Regions from separate parts of the Pan troglodytes genome. Here region 2 is linked to region 1. Evidence: chromatin contacts called from public capture Hi-C data. All regions are on one chromosome and are shown on one strand. Each heading gives the region's core, a stretch centred on a gene start, on an enhancer-like site or on the middle of the called end of the contact. The rest is flanking DNA. Distances are from core to core; before and after follow the strand shown.

Region 1 (3,681 bases), core at 364-2,863:
CCTCAGCCTCTTAAGTAGCTGGGACTACAGACATATGCCATCATGTCGGCTGGCAGCAACAATTTTTGTATATCATTCAGAAAATTTTCATACAGAAACTTGCCTATATAGACATCTGTATGTCCCATAGACATTTTTATGCAAATAGGAGCAAACTATATAGACATTAGCTTGCACCTTGCTTTTTTTGTTCAATGATGCATCTTGGAAATCTTTCCAATTTTATTTCTTAACTTTTCCCATTTTATTTCCAGTGAGACATATTTCTCCATGGCAGGAACTTTGTTATAAGTATTTTCTTTTCCTCTTTACCTCACAGTTTCTGAGAGAATACTATTAACATATGAGGTGTTTAAAAACGATTCTGGGGTTGATTAGTTGGAAGGTCAGTCTGTTCCTGGCAAAATGGGAGAAGGAGGAAGGAAAGGTTATAATCACATAGAATAATTTTTATTGTTCATTTCCACAAAAATGAGAATTGGAAAGAGTACATTGGGTCTTGTGTAGTATTTTTCTTAGCCTCTAACTGCTTGAATTTGACAGCAAATGCTTGTATTATTTGGCATGTGGGTTGCCCCAGCTCCTCTCATTTGTCGTTCAGTGGCGAGCTGTGCCTTTGGATCACCAGGTCTTCATAATCTCATATTAATGACTGATGCTCTGTGATAACAGGGCATGAAGGGAGGTTCAGAAGCCAAAGATGGCATTCATATAGGTCTGTTGGTACACACTATACAGGCTTGACAATTGTCCTTCATTTTAAAGGCCGTGTATTAGGATAGTTGAAATCACATAGAGCAGTCTTACTACTTTTTACAGTGCATCCTTCATTGAGCGTTTATAGCCTTGATTTGAGAAAATCTTTTTTGTTACTCAAATATCTATGCATTTTATCATTTAGAAATAATCATACTTAGGGGACTGCATTGTGGTGTAACCTTTCAAACATTTGAAAAGTCCCTTGCATAGTTTTAATAGTGAGTTACTACCATTTCCTACTGAATAAAGGTTAAGTTTCTTAGGTTGGGACATGATCACAGCAAATCTTGAATGTTTATTTGCGTCCAAGGATCCACGTGTCAGCAAAGTAGACTCTCTGTTCCCCAAATGTTTCCTCACTGTCTGGGCCTTTTTTTTCCCCCTTGTTTGCCTGTCTGAAGTTCCACCCATGTCTTAAGGTCCAGCTTCGACGCTACCATTTGGATTCAAGCTCGCGGACTGTGCGGTACGCTGTGTGCAGAGACGCGCCCATAGCTCTGGGGAAACAATATGGATAAGGCACGTTTTCCTCTCTGCCAGCAGCTCTGTGGGTAATGTTGGCCACAGCCAGGTGGGCAGTGCTGCAGCGGAGGCCTCACATGGGCTACAGGAGAAGAGGGAGGGATTGGTTAGTTCTGGAGATTAATTTGTGGTTTCCCAGAGGTGACACTTGAGTTGGTTTTTCAAGAGTCTGAAGACTTATTTGGACAGATGCCAGGAGTGGAAGGATATTCCAGATCTGAACAAAGGCTGTGAGTATGTTCTAGTGACGCTGGCAAATAGCCTGTGTCTAAAGGGTTCGGTGTGTGTGGAAGCGGCTAGAGCTAACCAGGTTTAGGTTCTGAAGAGCCCTGATTGTCTCAGAGCTCAGGAGTTTGGAATGGAAGGCCATGCAAGGAGTCTGTGCAAGGGAGGATTGAATGGATGATGCCTGTCTTCATCAAAGAGGTCAGGCAGGGAGAGAGGAGAGAATTACATGGGTCTCATACACACTGAGTTTAGGGTGCATCAGGGACCTCTCGCTGGTGATTTCTAATAAGATTTGGGAAGCTCAGAGGGGTCAGGAATGGGGCCGTGGGAGTACAAGTTAACAAAAGCATTTTCTCCTTCCCTATGAACAAAACGATCTTGGGTTAACTTTCTAGCCCTGTTATCCTGGAAACCTGCTAGAAGTGCTAGCTGTGTTACCAGGCAACACCGCCGATGCTAAGAATGGCTTGTCATTGGTAAGCTGCATATGGACAGGGAGGACCAGGAGTGAACATGACTGTGCAGGGAGGACGCATAGCTTTGGGCTTACTGGGTGCCCTGACTTGTAATGGGGCATTCTGCTTGCTGGGACCCGAGAGCTGTGGCTCAGTAGAAATAGTTCCTGATGGGTAGGGGCCAGGGAGGCTTCTGCACCCACCTGTATGTTCTCAGGCCCTCATCTCTGACCTGTGACTCAGGCCCTTAAAACTAACCCTTGGACTTCTGGGAGCGCTCCTCCTGGTGTGCTGTTTCCTGCTGCATTCCTCAAGTGAAGCCAGCATTGAGTGAGGCTTCTTGGAGCCTGTAAGTTCTCCTAGCTTAGCCTAAGACTACCAAGAGTGGACATCGCAGGAAATAAGTCAGATTTATTTATATGTGACAGGTAAGATTTCTACTGTTCTAACATATTAAAGAGAATATTCTGACTTCGTGTGATCAACTTGTTCCTCCACTGACCCCCTCCGGTGAGCCAGGCATGTGTCCTTTGTATCTAGCACATCAGTGCCTGTCACATGGCAGGCAATGCTCAGGCAGTAATTGTTGCATAAAAGAGATCAATAAATATTTGTTGATTACTTTCCACATTTCAAGTACTATGCTGGTTTCCAGGATACAAATTCATGTCAATATACAGTATACTCTTTCTCTCAAAGAATTCACATTCTATTAGACAGAAAACAGAATTTGTCACAGCATATGCAAAGGGGAATAATGAATGAATGACTCACACGGTTGATATTATTGTCTTACAGTAGCAAAAATGAACCCTCAGTCAGAACCCATTTTATATAGTATGCCTTTATTACTTCTTTTCAAATTTATATTTACATTATCAGATTTTCCTGTCTCTCTCCCTACCAATGAGTCACTAATTGTCATCATGGTCATCATTTTCATCATCATTGTCGTCATAAGCATTGGCGTCATCACTTGGAGAGCACATATTGCTTGCCAGGGACTGTGCTAAGTGACCTATTGGGATGATCTAGTTGAATCCTCTAACAGCCCTACAAGGTAATTACTAAAATTATCCCCATTTTACAGATAAGAAAACTAAGTTGGTAGAAGCAGGATTCAAAACTGGAAGGCTGACTCCAGAGCCCACTCTCCACCAGCCTGCTGCTTGCTGCCCTCACCTCGGGTATTTAGGTGGCCTGTGAAATGAAGCCTAGGCATTTGTGTGCTGGAGCCATAAAAACAACAAAGCTACATCTTGTGTATATATGGAAATAAAGTAAACGATTCTTCAAGTGTTTCACAGGTACAGTAGATTTAGGACAGTCGTAGTAACAATGTCTAGTTCTCTATTACAAATATGCCAAGTGAGAAATCAAAAATATTCCTCTCCATGTAGGACTTAAAAAATTTTTTTTAAATTTTTGTGGGTATATAGTAGGTGTATATATTTGTGGGTTACAGGAGATATTTAGATACAGACATGCAATTGGTAATCAGGGTAAATGGGGTATCCATTCCCTCAAGTATTTATCCTTTGTGTTGCAAACAATCCAATTATATTCTTATAGTTATTTTTAAATACACAATTAAATTATTTTTGACTATAGTCACCCAGTTGTGCCAGCAAATACTAGATCTTACTCACGCTGTCCAATTATTTTTTTTTTGTACCCATTAACCATCCCCCCTTCCCCCACAGCCTCTGGTAACCAT
Region 2 (3,681 bases), core at 386-2,885, 51 kb after region 1:
CTGCCTCCTGGGTTCAAGTGATTCTCCTGCCTCAGCCTCCTCAGTAGCTGGGATTACAGGCATGTGCCACCACACCCAGCTAATTTTGTATTTTTAGTAGAGATGGGGTTTCACCATGTTGGTCAGGCTGGTCTCGAACTCCCGACCTCAGGTGATCTGCCCGCCTCAGCCTCCCAAAGTGTTTGGGATTACAGGCATGAGCCACTGTGCCCAAGGGATTTTTATCATCATAACAATCTCTACGGGATCGAATCCACAGGCAGCATTGGGCAATCTGAGACTAGACCATAGGACCCTATCTGTGTGAGATCTTAGGCTTTAAAGGGAGAAAAAAACAAAGCTACCGGGCTGCCGTGCGTGATGCTGTTTTTCCACCGAGTTGTTTTTTACTCATAGGCCAGATGGCCCCTGGTTTTGGTCAAGGTCAAAGTGATTGCTCTCACAGTCCCCTGCAAGTCACCTGGTAAGCATGGTCAGTGTGCACGAGGTAGAGGGTGGTGGGAGCTGAGCGGCTCAAGGGCGTCATCAACTTAGTCTCCGTTTTGGCACAAGGAGTTTCTGTTCGGCTTGAATCTGGGATGGGGAAAGTAGGAGGTGAAGCCAGGGACTGGGAAGGTGAGACCGGGGCCAGGCTGCTCAGCCCGTCTGCCACTGAGTCTGTGTTGAGCTTGATCTCAGTGTAGTAAAAGTCCTCTTCTCCATCACTGTAGTCAGAGTCTCCAACGCGCCTAATGCAAAAGAGAGCAAAACAATCATACTAAGCCAATCTGTTTTCTTGCCTTGAAATCTTGCACATGCATTTCCCCTCTGTCTGGAATGCTTTTCCTCCCTCTTGTTTGCCTTGCAAACTCTTCCTTATCCTGCAGCACTCAGTTCAACTGTCCACTTCCAGGGAACCCTTCCTTGATGTCTTAAAGCAATTCATTAATTCATTCACTCATTCAATCAATTATTCAACAATGATTTATTGAGAATCTAGTATGTTCAGGCACTGTTCCAGGGTCTCCTGATAACACAGTGAATAAAATATAGACTCCGCCCTGATGGAACTTATAGTGGGAACTTACAGGCAGACAAGAAACCCCTAAAGAAATAGATATTTATTAAGTGGAAGCTAAATAATGTGTATACATGGACACAGAAAGTGAAATAATAGACATTAGAGACTTCGAAACGGGGAGGGTGGGAGAGAGGTGAGGGATGAGAAATGACTTAAGGGGTCCCACGTTCACTATTTGGATGCTGGTTACACTAAAAGCCCAGGCTTTATCACTGTGCAACACAGCCATGTAACAAAACTGCACTTGTACCCCCCCATTCAATCTCTGAAAACAGAGATTTAAAAAATTAAAAAATAATTTAAAAAATAGATATTTAATATATCAGGTGTTACTAAGTCCCAGAAAGAAAAATTCAACAGCATAACAGTGTTGTTAAGCAGGATTAGTGATGCGGGCACTATTTTAAAGAGAGTGGCCAGAGGAAGCCTCTCTGAGGAGGTGACGTTTGAGTAGAGACCTGCCTGGAGGAAGTGAGGGAGACACCATGTTGGCACCCACAGTGAGAACATACCAGGGAGAAGTGACACACAGCTCTCAAGTGGGCGGGCCTGGCAGAGAGGCCAGAGGCTGGAGCTCGGGACCCCAGGGAGTGATGGGAGGAGTGAGAACAGGGCAGAGGCAAGGTCATCCAGGGCCTGTAGCCCACGGCGATGGCTTTGGCTTGCATTCTGAACGTGGTGGAAGCCACTGGGGGTTTTCAGAACTCTAACTTAATTTTAAAAGGATCACTCTGGATACTGTCTGGGAAATAGAGGACAGGAAGACAAAAGCAAAAGCAGACGCCACCAAGGAGCTGTTGTCAGCAATATTCCAGATGAGCAGGGCAGGCAAGCAGTGCAAGGGCCGAGACGTTAAGTCCTGGGTGTGTTCTGAAGGTTGGGAGTTAGGACTTCACTCCTAACTGTTAGTGCTCTGTGCTCCCTCTGAAGCGTGTTTACTCATCCGTTTTGTTAATCACTGGCTACCTGTCTGTATTTTGTTAAACCTTTTGTCGCTTCACTATGACTGATTCTCTAGGGATGTGTTTTGTTCATCATGTGTCACTCCACACACATCGGTGTATTTGGCAGAGGGTAGGTACCTAGCAAATGTTGCCTGAATGAATGAGTCAATGAATGGAGCTGAGGTTGTTGTGGCACAGTGATTAAGAGAATGGATTCTGAGGTTAGACTTCCTAGGTTCAAACCCTGACTCCTACACATTCTAGTTGTGTGCATGATTTTGGTGGCCTACACATAGCCCCCGTTCCTCAGTTTCTCCACTTATAAAATAGGGATCATTAATTATAGTACCAGATTTTGTGATGATTAAGCTAATAAATATAGGGTGCTTAGAACCAGATCTGACACAATATAAACACTACGTAAAATGCTTATTAAATAAAAACAAAGATGATGTTAGAAGGTCTCAATTTTCACCATCACCAGGAAAAGTAGCTTCTTAGGTGTTTTCAAAGTTCCTCTCCCTGAAACATAGAACATTATACTTTTCCACAGAAAGTTTTGAGTAAAATAAAATAACTCCCCATAATGTCAGAAAATGTTTATTAGATAATTTGTGAGTTTGTAGAGAAGTGGTGCTTCTCTTCTCTAGAAACCTGGCTTTGGGGATGGCTGGGCAGAGGCCACGGGTGTCCCCTCACTGCAGCAGCAGCAGCAGCAGATCCCTGACTCAGAACATACCTTTTCCCCACCAATGAGCCCTGCATAGAATCTAACATAAAATCCATGCCTCACCTCCTCACAGGCCTGTCTTTTTGTTCAAATCAGTGGCTTGTCCCAGCCTAGCTCCATTTCCCCTGAGCTCCCAGGCTGAGGCGCCTGGGGAGGTGTCTTTGCACCGTATCAGGTCTGGCAGGGCTTGGCCTTGTGACCAGCATACCATTAAAGACCCCAGAGAGTGGGAAGAAGAACGAGCATCTGTTCTATTCCTGTCCCCACTTCCTTTCCAGTTAAAGGCAGGTTGAGCTGCTGCTGGCTGCCAAGTGCTGCTAATAGACACATAGGCCTGGGGGACATTGCGTGTCCCACGTGGGGTTAAGTCAGGACCAGCCCCTGGTGTACAAGAATGGAGTGAGATTGAAAAGTGTGTGCTTTTTATACAGGCATGGTGTGTACTGCAGATACATCAGAGGTGACGACATATTTTCTTCTGGCTTTGACATGTTTCCCTCCTCATCCCCTCACCAGCTAATACTCATTAAAAATGCCCCATCATCCTACAGCCATGTAATTGAGTTCATGGATAAAGGCAAAGGTATATTCCCTCTCCCAGTGCATCAGAGAGCACAGGCCCTGGGCTTCATAAGCATAGATTAGCCTCAGAGTCCTGCTAACCCAGGCCCATTCCTGTGCAGTGCCTGGCAGGGCTATGAACCATAATTCACCAGGGAAATTCTAAAAGCACATCAGGAAAAAGGGGATCCCAGGAAAGCAAAGTGGTTGCATTTTAGATTCCACCCACTGTGAGAGCACCCCAGGAACTCACAGGACTAACACGTGATACCAATTCCAGGGTCTATAAATACATATAAACAGCATATGCTTCTGATGGGACCAAACAGGACTCAATTTTCTGGGCAGACAGACTTTAAAACAAATACCCTACCTCCTGGCTCTAG

What was found. Capture Hi-C pulls out chosen DNA fragments and counts their contacts.
Region 2: a contact with region 1 is called in a capture Hi-C map of stem cell-derived neural stem cells, with 2.6 times the contacts expected there. The contact joins two enhancer-like sites. A contact is called at or near these places in 3 of 7 Hi-C or Micro-C datasets (induced pluripotent stem cells and stem cell-derived neural progenitor cells) and 1 of 1 other capture datasets (stem cell-derived neural stem cells).

The regions. Positions count from the first base shown.
Region 1 is chr7:89,258,633-89,262,313 of NHGRI_mPanTro3-v2.0_pri, forward strand. No RefSeq gene overlaps it. Among named protein-coding and RNA genes, the nearest start is that of ZBTB10, 130 kb to the left of the region's middle. Within about 2 kb of position 1,614, at least 2 of the 24 cell types and tissues checked have an H3K27ac peak or open chromatin away from gene starts, as enhancers often do. A contact at or near this core is called in stem cell-derived neural stem cells, where this site is marked.
Region 2 is chr7:89,309,191-89,312,871 of NHGRI_mPanTro3-v2.0_pri, forward strand. It overlaps ZNF704 (zinc finger protein 704), which reads right to left. Exons shown (of 10, transcript XM_063817210.1): 6 at 461-728. Among named protein-coding and RNA genes, the nearest start is that of ZBTB10, 180 kb to the left of the region's middle. Within about 2 kb of position 1,636, at least 1 of the 24 cell types and tissues checked has an H3K27ac peak or open chromatin away from gene starts, as enhancers often do. A contact at or near this core is called in stem cell-derived neural stem cells, where this site is marked.